2 separate regions of the Gossypium hirsutum genome follow, and region 1 is linked to region 2. Evidence: chromatin contacts called from public Hi-C data. All regions are on one chromosome and are shown on one strand. Each heading gives the region's core, a stretch centred on a gene start, on an enhancer-like site or on the middle of the called end of the contact. The rest is flanking DNA. Distances are from core to core; before and after follow the strand shown. Region 1 holds the start of LOC107950630. Region 2 holds the start of LOC107949497 (probable membrane-associated kinase regulator 2).

What was found. A called contact is a pair of places that touch in the nucleus more often than the background predicts.
Region 1: a Hi-C map of leaf shows a contact between it and region 2, with 3 times the contacts expected there. The contact joins the promoter of LOC107950630 here to the promoter of LOC107949497 in region 2. A contact is called at or near these places in 11 of 34 Hi-C or Micro-C datasets (anther, callus, hypocotyl and 3 more).

What each region holds. Positions count from the first base shown.
Region 1 is chrD03:32,308,941-32,315,369 of Gossypium_hirsutum_v2.1, forward strand. LOC107950630 reads right to left here and starts at 4,848. Exons shown (of 16, transcript XM_016885512.2): 1 at 4,421-4,848; 2 at 4,169-4,290; 3 at 3,959-4,047; 4 at 3,839-3,871; 5 at 3,650-3,740; 6 at 3,517-3,559; 7 at 3,332-3,423; 8 at 2,801-2,865; 9 at 2,221-2,714; 10 at 2,059-2,146; 11 at 1,823-1,957; 12 at 1,126-1,694; 13 at 898-1,036; 14 at 751-819; 2 more. The coding sequence starts at 4,635. The coding sequence ends at 342.
Region 2 is chrD03:32,174,296-32,180,242 of Gossypium_hirsutum_v2.1, forward strand. LOC107949497 (probable membrane-associated kinase regulator 2) reads right to left here and starts at 3,455. Exons shown (of 2, transcript XM_016884157.2): 1 at 2,277-3,455; 2 at 1,743-2,173. The coding sequence starts at 3,270. The coding sequence ends at 2,133.

The DNA.
Region 1 (6,429 bases), core at 3,598-6,097, 140 kb after region 2:
TTTCCACGCCTCTGTTTTGGCTTGAAATATAACAGACACTAATGGTATGTAGTACTTTATGACTCTAATCCCTTTAACAAGCTCTTTAAGTTACTACACTCGTACGGGTACAACACAAACCACTGTAAAATAATATTACAAACCTTTTCTTGTATCATTACAGGACTAGGCTAGCAACAAGGATAGATTCTCAGGTTGGCTTTTGCTTCTCCTGGTTAGCATCGATTTGCTTGCTTGTTCTTTAGTAGTATTTCATCTGGTCGTCAATGGAGGATGACTTCAATCATGGCTTCTCTGTTAAAATTCTTCTTGAGGTGTCTGTAACTGTAAAACGAATCCCTTCATAGGAAGTAAGATAGTTGCTCCTTTTTTCTTGAACCCCCTTCTCCGTACAAGTCATTCCACTGTTTTAACTCATTCATTCCAGCTCCCTCAGATGCGAAGCTAGCCGCCACCTGCCCAACCAGAAAATGGAGCATAAATAAAACAATCGACAGATAATTTTCTTGGCAATTTTAACATGCTATTATAGTCATTTGACTATGATTTTGTTTAGGGGTTACCTGATTCTTTGCTTGCCTGAAATCTTCCATAGATAATGGCCTTAGGGTAATGACTCTTTCATCTGTACCATCTTCTTTGTTTTGTACTTCAACAACTCTTTGTTTTCTCTCCTGCAAAGGGAAATTTATTAGACAACAGAAAGTGCATTTATTTTCCGGGCACTTGAAAAGGAAATTATGCACTCACCAGATCTTTCAATCTCTCTTGCTGTATTAACTCTCTAACTGGCAGATAAGCCGCGGTTGTGCATAAATTCTGTTTTAAACAGGAAATGGCGGTGATTATACCTTTACACTATTCATCTAAAAACTATCATCCTCTCAAAATGCTAACCTTAAGGTCACTTCCGGTATATCCTTCCGTCATTAATGCCAGCTCAGTGAAGTCTAGACCATCTTCTACTTTTTCTTTTCCCAAAAGAGTTCGAAAAATCTTTTCCCGGTTCTCTGCACCCGGAAGTCCCACCATGATTCTGTTAGAATGACTCAAGGGTTAGTAAATAACACCACAATTAAGTGTTCCAATCTTGTTAGAGATGCATAGAACTTGATCCTTATCTACCTTCTCTCAAAACGCCTAATTATGGCTTCATCGAGGTCAAATGGCCGATTGGTTGCAGCAAGAACTAGGATACGTTCATTTTGCCTCGTCAAGAGGCCATCCCAGTGAGCCATAAACTCATTTTTTATTTTTCGCATGGCTTCATGTTCTCCGACTCTAGTCCTCTGCCCTAGCATGCTATCTACCTCATCAACGAATATAATAGTTGGTGAGACTTTGGCTGCCAATGTAAACAAAGCTCGGACATTCTTCTCATCTTCCCCGAACCATTTAGAAGTAATAGTAGACATGGATACATTAATGAAGCTTGCACCAGCTTCTTTAGCAATGGCCTTTGCTAACATTGTCTTTCCAGTGCCCGGAGGACCAAACAACAATATTCCCCTGCAAGGCTTTAGGAGACCACCTTTGAAAAGGTCTGGCCTTCGGAGAGGAAGCATCACCAACTCCTGCAGTGATTCTTTGGTCTCTTCTAACGCACCAATGTCTGCAAATGTAACGTCGATCTCTTTCGCCGGTATGACCTCAGGCCTTATTCGCTTTTCAAATTCATTGTCTGGAGGAACTTCCTGCAGCAATTAGAACAAGTACAAAGTGACACAAAAAGAATGAGAAAATGGGATACCGAAGGAACTGGATATCAGAGAAAATTTTATCATGCACAAAATGTATCTAAAAGGAAGACAAAAAAACTCACCAGAACTTTTGAGGCTGGAGCAGGATTTTCACCCTCGGCCTTCGTTGCCGGAAGGGTTGTTTCACTCTTCTTTTCAGGATTTTTGCTGCCGGATTTTGATTCCGGCTTCACGCCTACTGAACCAGCTCCTGCTTCCTACAGTTACACAGAGACCAATATGGGCAGGTAAGCTTAGTAACCTACCATTTAATTCCTCCTTTAGATAATGTAAAAGGCAGGTAGCTAAGTATAAACACCTTCAATGTTTCGGATTGTGCTTCCCGTTTTAGTGTCTCTTTACCAGTGGACTTCCCTTCCTGGAATATACTCAATCCATGCGACAAACTGCATCAAAATGACCAAATCAAAAAATGCAACGTTAATGGTAACAAAAACTGAGCATGAGAAACTAATCTGACCTCTTTGATGATATCACGAGTTTCCCATTTCTGTATTCGGGGTCCTTATTATTCATCAAATGATAAGAAATGGCGGATACGACCACCTCCTCTATGTATCTACTGAGGGCCATTGTATCTGCAATGCAGATCGAATCTAGATCATCGCAGTCGAGATCGTTCGCCGAGAGCACCTCCATGATGTGATTTCTATTATCCTGAGCTTGGATCATCTTCATGTCCTTTTCTAGCTGAGATTTCCAGCTTACAAGATGTTTTTCATCTGCTGGGGGCCTGATCTCAATGTTGTAAGGGAAAATGGCTGATAGCCTATCGTCAAATTCCCTGTCATCATTATTCAGGTCAACGCGTGACCCGAGGATCAAAACGTTCCCGGAAAGTTTCTTTAACATCTTTTGGAACAAATTATAAATCCTTTGTGATCTAGACAAGAGCTTGTCGACGTCCCTAAGATAAAGCACAATGGGACTGGCTTTTGATACATATATCAACACCTGCATTTAAACAAGAGATGATTTCATACATACATAAATAAGATTGTTCATTGTTGCAACTAGCATGCATTCCCAAATGGCAATACCTTGTAAAGAGCCTGTATAAGAAGCTTCTCATCAAAAGACAAACTGCTTGTTCGCCTCAGAGGAGCTACAAAAAGGAGGAAAAAAGATTAGATCGGTTATACGAACCTGGAAAATTTTACATAATTGATTGAAGAAAGGTCAAAGCGGAGTTGTTTAACATCTTCCAGCTTCAACTTAAGATTTCTATATTATTCATTAAGGATTGTAAGACGATTCCGAAGCTCTTCAACCGCAACAACTCGCATTTTTAATAGTTTCAGCTCTACGAAGCCTCAGATCACTTGAGAAGAACCCCGTTACAGTCCACTAGAATTTTCTTTTACTGTTTTCTCATACAGATGACAGCACTGTTTGTTAGCTACTTCTAATGGGGTATAGAAGAAAGAGATATTTATTGGTTGTGAAATAAAAATTAGTGGCTTACAGTGTTGATCTTGCACTTGGGGGTTAAACTTCCGATAGCTTTGCCGAGAATTTCTATTCCTAACCATAAAAGGACTAGATCATCATTAAAAGAACTTCAATTGTACCTGGATTTCCTGGACTGCATTGAGAAGCAAGGCTATTGATATTCTCTGATACAGATGCATATCGACGTAGCTTAGGAGGACCTTCTGTTCCCCTGCAATTACAACAACCAGAAAGATTGAATAAACAGAATACTCCTGGATATGAAATTTCTCAAAAGATAAATCGAGAATATATGTCGCAATACCTTGACCCAATATCCACACCGCTGCTCTGCCGCCTCAACGTACCTGTAATATAACTTATGGTTCATGGTCACAGAGATATACACACAAACACTGTACACAATACCATGGAAACCAGAACATTTCCTGCCATACCTTTGGGCTCTTCCTGAGAAAGGAGTGAAAATGAACCAAATAAGCCTGACAATCGCTCGAGTGTCGACTCCGAAGTGGATCTTTTGAAAGACTGCATGAGAGAATCAACGGTTAGGGAAAGCTCTAAAGCAGGGTTGAACTGAACTATTTCGATGTGTCATCCTAAACAAAAAAAAGAGAGAATCTTACAGATTCTTGGCCACTTCCATATTTACTTTGAATCTGTAACAAAAGTAAATCACTTAAATGTCAGATGTTAAAACTTGAAGCTTAATGGTGAAGGAAGAAGAAAATGAGTAACATACTCACTTTTAAGGAAAAATCAGTTACATCCAAGAGCAGCAACTTGGATTCAAAGAAATGGGCTAAAGCTTTGGCAAGCATTTGTTGGTAAAGTTCTACCAAGGAAAAAAAAGAAGAAATAACACAGACACAGTCAGTAGCAGCCTTATAGAGACAGCCCCATGAACACCAAAAAAACATGTCAAGTATAGCCGCCTGTGATTTCGGGCAATCAACCTGCAGGTCCCGATAGTAATATAGCTTGACTAGCAGGAGAAAGGTTCCTTGTGTACTTGGAAACATCAGCATGTTTCAAATGGACATAGGCAGCACTGGTTAGCAATGCTTGAGTTTGTTCACTGCCACATAAAATTAAACATCATTCCAACAATTAAAAAAAATTGTATAAGCAAGTTAAAAATATTCATATAGGTGATTCAAAAATCTCTTGTTTTCCAGCCAATAGAGCTCAAAAAATTGGGAATTTACCTGAGGTAGTAAGGGAACTCATCGAAGGTGACTTGGCTTTCTCTGCCATCAACGATTTGGCGAAGTAATTCTTTCTCTATCCTCTCCAAAGTGATGCCGGTTGATGAATTGGAACCGCTTCTGGTCCATTTGTTCTGACCCGAAGCCAAACCTAGCCCTACCCCTACCCCAACACCCACACCCAACGCCGATAACAGTAAGCCTTTTTGTTCCATTTGCTTTGCCTACAATTTTTTTTAATTTTTTATAATTAAAATGAAAATTGTTTTGATCTGCAACTGTTTTCGTGGCTGATTCAACAACGAAACGAAAGAAGCGGATGCTTTGACAGCGAGGCGTCGCCGGTAAGGGGAAAGAGCAGCGGATGGCGGCGGATGAAGAGCAGTAGAGTCGGTTCCCGCTATTTATGGAGTCTCTATCAGTTCGTTCGTTTTTTGAAGTTTTTAAAGAGGAAATCAACGGGGAGAGATGAATAGATTTAATTTATGCCCCAGTCCTTGTAATCTTAAGAATTTTAAAATATTATCCCTCTATTTATAATTCAAATCAGATACCTCTCACAATAAACTTTCATTAAATTTAAATGTACATCATTCTAATTTAAAATTTAATAAATTTTTATTGAATAATCGTATAAAAATAATCTATTAAATTTTAGTAATTTTATAAATAAATTGAACATATTTTATATATAAGAATATATTTTAACAAATTCATTATTAAATTAGTGGGTGGTGGGTGATACCATTAGCATGGATTATTAGATAGAGTAGTAAAGGATTAAAATCTAAAAATATGAAAGCGGCTAGGTAGTGAGGAATAGTAAGAGGTTAGCATAGGTGGCAGTAATTTGACGGTTTATGAATCGGTTGGACAGTTTGTTTATAATTTGTGGGAATACTTGGCGCAAAACTGCGAAGGGAGTTGTGCATGAAATGAAACGGTCGCCCAAGTGTGGTCAGCTTTGGATCCTGTCCGGTTCCTACACGCGTCCGGTTCTGTCAGTACCCATTTAAAAGCAAGTTCCGCCTTCCGGATCAAGATATTGGGTGGTACCATATTGCTGTCAGCAGATTATCAAATTTCAAGATAACGACAGATAATTTTTCATACCATTTACTAGGTATTTTATCCAATTGTATAGGATTTATAATAAATTATTTCTATTAGTTTTTTAATTAATTTTTAATTAATTTTTTATATTACAGTAAGTCTACTTTTAAGGTTAAAAAAATCAATAATCTAATAAATATGGAATGTTAAAGTAAATTAGATGAAAATTAAGTACAAATTACAACAGGTGCGATTTTTTTTATATTAAACATAAATTAAAACCTTATAAAAATATATCACTTATTTTATAAAAAGGAACAAAAATTCAATAACTATTCATCCCGATCATCGACTCTTTAAATATGGTATATATCATGGGTTGAAATCCAGAATTAAATATTAATAGCATATATATATATGAAATTTTCCTTAAAAAATATTAAATGAGGGCAGCGATGTGATGGAGGTATGGGCGAAGGGGGACAGAATCAAATGGGGGCATTGTATCTGTAACAACCATACTGGGCAACCTAAAAAGGATGTGCTGAATTTGGTGCTTCGAACTTCAAAGCAGCTGCTTTAACTACATTACAATCAAACAGCTGTGAAAGGCACGTGAGAAGTAGACAAGAGCACCACCATTTGTACCAATCACAATGTGTCTGACGACTGACGAGGTTCATCAACATAATTTTATATCTGCCGTGTACATATGTGTGATTGCAAGTTGCAGCTTGGTTCAGTGTTCTGACGTCTTTTCTTAACCATGAAACCTGGACCTCCAAATCCATAGGATCTGATCTATTGCCGCCCGCTTTTACTTCACCACCACCCTTTTCTCCTTTAAACCACCTTTCATTTCTATTACCACTTTTAATTTTGATATTCACTAATTGCTTTTTTTTACCTCTTAAATTATCATTTTTATCTCAATTTCTTAATATACAACTTGTTGA
Region 2 (5,947 bases), core at 2,205-4,704:
AAGATTAATATGCAGCTTGATATTTCAACAACACCTCATTCCTCAATATGATATATCTTTTTTTTCCCGATTTGGTACATATGAAATAGTTCCGTCCACTAGTTTAACCCAAGCCAAGCCGGTACGGAAAATGAGGTGGCTCTAAATGATCAATTCGTAATTGACATGTGGCATTATATTTTATTTTTTTTAAATTTCCTTTATTTCATTTTTCCTTTGTTTCATTTTCTATGTTCTTCGAAATCCGGTGAGCGGAAAACTCTAGTTTTTATCGGAAAATTCATAATTTTTCATATCCTGATAAGAAATCTCAAAGCCCAGCAGCCATTTCCAAATTCCGGTGAGGTTATTTTCCGGCGACAAAGGAAATACTTGCAAAAGATATGACCTTTTGTGTAGTAGGGAAGAACACCTAAGCAAAATCTCCATGCTCAAGCAATCAAAGCTTCATCCACTAAGTTGTTCGTTAATCATCACCAGAACTCCTTAATTACAAACCACATACCATAATCAAACTATTATAAACAGACCCAGGCCGACTTATTTTATTTTTCCCTAAAATAAAAATAATATAACTAAAGCACAACCAAAGGACATTGATAAAAAGTTTTTTTCTTCTTGGTGCTTAGTTCCAGCTTTTGCTTTCTTCACTGAAAGCTAAAAGTGATGGCGCTGAAATTGCCCATCTCATTCCCAATTTTCTTGCCACCATCTCCGAAACCTTATTCTAACACTATCGAGCCCGGCCACCAACCGCCGACCGAGATTTGATTCTCCTGCTAGAACAACGCCGAGAAATTCAACCACCGCTGACATGCCCAACAAGAAATCAAAGATGGCATTCGCCGTTACCGCCGCTTCGATTCTGCCAACAAGAAAAGGTAAGGAACGAACCACCAAAAGCAGCACCATGGATCACCAAGGAGAATTCTAGCCTCTAAAGCTTTAGGAGAAACAAAAGGAAAGAAAAACGAAAGGGGGGAAATGAAACAATACTGATGAGGAAGGTGGGGATGGAGGGAAGGTTGGGCGACAATGGAAAATACAACGGAAACAAATGTTTTTTAATGTTATATGAAGAATAAAATGGAAATTGAGAGAAATTTTAAAATGATAATAATGCCATGTGTTCGTCATTTGGTGCCCCGTCATTTTTCGTAACGGCTTGAGGTAAACTAGTTGACGAAATATCGTTGCAGCTTGAGGTAAACTGATTCCACGCACACCAATTGGGAATACCACGTTGAAGAATGAGGTATCAAATTTAAATACAAAAAGCAAGTTGATTATTTCGTCCACTTGCGGTTCAATCAAAGTCTACCAGGAGTTAAAGTTTATTTTAATTCCTCTACTAAAATTATTGATAATTTAAATAAAATATATCATACTCAATTAATTTACCCATAGTTCAAACTCATGAAAAACTAACCGTAAAAAAAAACTAATATATTTTTGAACTCTTTCAACCACGTAATAGTTAAAAAAATACATGAATTTTCTTTAAGCTGATTGGATTTTTTATGAATTGAGTCGGATTATAATATATTTTATTTAAATTACCAATAATATTTAATAAAATATAATGTATCAATTAAAAAAGAAAATTTATAGAAAGACTAAAATAAACTAAGTCAGTTGATATAGAATTGAGCAAACATGGGGAATAAATTTTTAGTACATAGGCCCATTTCACATAAGTCGTAGGTATGGCGTTATAAGTCATCAGGGCACACTCCTTGGGCTACAGTAATTGTATTATTTATAAGAATAATTTCATAAACCAAGATTGACATTATAAATTGCATGGTCGTCATAATTAACATTTACAATTGTGGGAATTTGCTTGCTGTCTGTTCCTTTTTCCCTGCTTTGGTTCCCCACTTTTCTATTTTTTTGACCATGAATTACAACATTATCCGAAATTAAATTTGGTGATAATAATGGAGCCTGCATTTGCATAACATCCTTTTTTTTCCTTTTCAAAGATGGATACAAAGGATCTGATTCTTCTCACTTTCCCAGAAACAGGAACCCTTCAGCTACAAAATAGTGAGAGAATTGCAAAAGAACCTAAACTAGCTTGCCTTTACTTTACACACACGGGAATTTTTTCCACCATTTCATGCTTCAAATTACTCCGATTTTTCATTAGAGCTTGACGACATGGAAGAATCTACAATAAACAAAAATAATGGTTCAGTAACAGAGATGGTAAAACAAAAAAGGCTGATTTTTTTTTTTTGAAGTAACAAGTAATGAGCTTTTAAATGAAGTACCTGGAGAACGATTGAAAGATCTTTTGCAATGCAAGATGGCGCTTTGAACGCCGTCCTCTTGCTGCAACTGAGAATCATCTCTCCTCTTGGACGAAACCACCGACGACGGAGGAGGAGCAGCCGCTACGGCGGAGGAAGCTGATCTATTACTTCCCAAATGCTTACAAACCACTCTAAGTCCCGCTGGAACATTCACACGCTTGCTGCTCTTCAAGTGCACCTCATTCTCTCCAACTGGTTCTTTAGCCACCGTAGACGGTGGGTTTAACTGCCCTGAAAACTTTAATTTCTCACCGTACCTTCTCGAAACCTTAACATAAAGTGGCTTGACTTTCTTTAAGTATCGTTGCATTACATCTTTGGAGAATCTCTTTTCATCGGAAACAGAACCGTCGGAGCTTTGCTGTTTTTGAGACTTACCGTTGTCTTTGGAGAACAGAGACATTATAGGAACCTCTTCAACCTTGAACTTCACTGTAAAAAACCTGTTCTTGTTGTACTTCTTGTTAGTACTGTCGTTTCCTACTTGCTTTTTTGGCGGCTCTGTTTTTTCATTTGAGTTAAGCTTCGTCTTCTTCAACTTCAACAAAAAAACACGAACCTTAGCAGCTGATTTCAACAATGAGACAGTGCATTGTTGAGGCTTTGACTCCAAAGAAGAGTTCGACTCAACGGGTACTGCAAAGTCGAACTCGGTTTCACTTTCACCATCGGAGCAACCACCGTCAGGTTTGGTATCAACCTCACTTTCATCATCTTCAACATTATCTTCTTCGTTGTCCTCAGATTCATCCTCATCAGGAACTGAAAATTCTAAGTCAAAGAAAGGTCCATCGTCGTCGTCGTCAGTATCCACTGCCAGATGAGTAGTGGCCGCCGTGACAATCGTGGTCGTTGTGCAACCAGAACTGGCGGAGGAACGTGTGTTAACACAAGCATTGGTACCGTCGCTGCCGCCGCCTCGCCAATACTTAAGCAAGCTAAAAGCTTCCATAGTTGGGAGAGCCAGTATAGAGAAAAAGAAGATAAAATTTGAATGGGATTTTTGAAATAGAAAAAGTAAAGTGAAAAAAAGGAGTGAGAGAAAGTGGGAGGGTTTAGGGGTAATGGGAAGTGCAGCAGACTGAACATAGAAGGGGGTAACCTTTTCTCGCAGGCAAGAAGGAAGGAAGTTTAATCTTCTTTTATAAGCTTAATTAAAATTTGTGCTAATATATAAATATAATACAAGTGAAAATCAAGGGTGATGAATCTACAACTTAATTATAACACAATAAATAATTTAATTAATTAATCATAATAAAAACAAGAGTGGTAAATTTAAGGTTTTTATGTGGATTTAAATTTAATTATATGTATATTTTTATTAGTTTTTATTAAAATAAAAAGATTAAAATACCCTCAAATAATATAAATTATTTAATTATTGAAAGATATTTTCATAATTTTTCTAATAAGAGCTTAAATAATACTATAGAAGTATAGATATATAACTGATGTAGATAATAATTTATACATATTACAAAAAATGTATAAAACATATTAAAATAAAGCTTTGATTGTGTAGTAAATTTAATGTTTTACTAATTTGATTAGTGTGGATTTAAATCTCACAATATGCATATTTTTATTGATTTTTGTTAAAATGAAAAGACTAAAATATCTTCAAGTTATGTAACTTATTTTAATTACAAGATATTCCCATAATTTCCTAAATGGGTTGGTGCCTAGTTGACTTATGATCCCAACTCAATTAAGAGCTTAAATAATAGTAAGTATACAAGTATAAATATATAATTGATGGAGATAATAAATTTTGTATATTAAAATAAAGGCATAATACAAAAAATAGCTCATAATATTTGGTTGTTTGGTCACTTTTGCCTTTTATTTTTTTTGGATCACTTTGGCCCCTAATGCTTTTTTTTTTTTGTCAAATTAGTCTATTTTTAACGGACATACTGACGTGGCCGCTAGTTGACTAATGTTCAACATTTATCATTGATGTGGTGGTTCAAATATAATTAAAAGTTGCACTATTTTGTCTTATATCAACAAATGATTTTAAAATTATTTTTAAAAATTATTAAAATGATTTTAAAATCATCATCATCATCTTCATTGTTCCTCATCATCATCCCCGTTCCCCTTCAAAAGCCTCCTTAATCATTTTCTGGGTTTTTGAAACTTGTTTTTAAAATTATTAAAATTATTTTAAAACCATCATCATCACCTCTGTTTCTTCTTCTCCATTGTTTACTGTATTAAAGAAATCTGTTCTTAAAATTCGAAACCTGTTCTTAAAATTCTTACACCAAATTCAAAATTTAAAAGACCTTACAAGACAAGCATAAACCTTTATTATTTTTGGTTTGGTATAAAGGAAGTCATGGCCAAGAGATAAGTTCTGGGTTCATTAACCTTTATTGTTGTTTACAAAAGTAATTACTTATCCAATAAAGAAAATTTGGATCCACTAAACCCCATAGCGAATGAAAACCCCCAAAATCTGCAAATAAATTAAACTTAATTCTCATTTCCTTTACTAACCCATATCATACCCATCCTCATCTCAAAAATTCAAACTCAAACCCAACAATCTAAAACACAAAGAAAGAGCAAAAGAATAAAAAACCCTATCTTATTCCATGAAATTTTTTTTCTTCCTTCTTATTGTATTAGCCATTGATATTAAATCATTATAAAAAGAACCCATATTGGATCTTTATTTTCCCAGATTTGAACCCAAAAGAAAATGCCCGAAAAAGAACCCAGGGATAGATACATATACAACAAAGATAGAAGAAATAGAGAGTAGAAACCAAGAAAATCGCTTCGAAAATGGAAATGATTTTGAAAAGCAAATCGTCAATGAAAGAAAAGTGATGAATGTTTAGTCTCTTCCATTTGAAAGTCGGCCCTAAAACGTACTTCCACCTCCATGATTCTTTCTTCAGTAGCCTTTTGAATATTCTTCATATCTTTGTTTTTCCCATTATGGGTTTTTATTTTCAAAATATTTTGTGGGATTTTTTTTAACCTTTGATTGAAGAAGAAATATGGTGAGTTTTTTTTTTTTTTAAATGTGGTAGGAAACTTGAAATGTAGGAAAGAAATAGAGAGTTGAGGAGAAGAGACTAGGGTTTTTTTTATTTTTTTTTAAATAATTTTAAAATTATTTGCTGACATGTCATATAAGAGAGATTTACCAAAAAAAGCTAAGTTTTTTATAAAATTACTGAAATAGGCCGGTTTTTTAATTATTTACCGGATTGGGCCGTTTCCCCCAAAATCGCGCCACGTCGGAGCGATGTCAGGGGACGGGGCAGAAGGTCGCGTCCATGTCAGAGCGACCTGCTGACGTGGACGCGATGTGGACGCGCGCGTGAACAGTGCCCAACGGTCAAAAAATTGACCGTTGCCCCCCCCAAACGGTCAAATTTTTTTTACTATATAAACCCCCCACCCCTTTTATTTTCACAAACAAATTCAATATCAATTTCTTTCAAAAATTCTCTCAATTCCTTTCAAAATTTCTCTCAATTCCCTTCAAAATTTCCATCAATTTCCTTCCAAAATTCTCTCAAACTCTCAAATTCCTTCCAAAATCCTCTCAATTTCCTTCAAAAAATCTCTAAATCCATATTAAATTTCTTTTTCCATTAAATTTC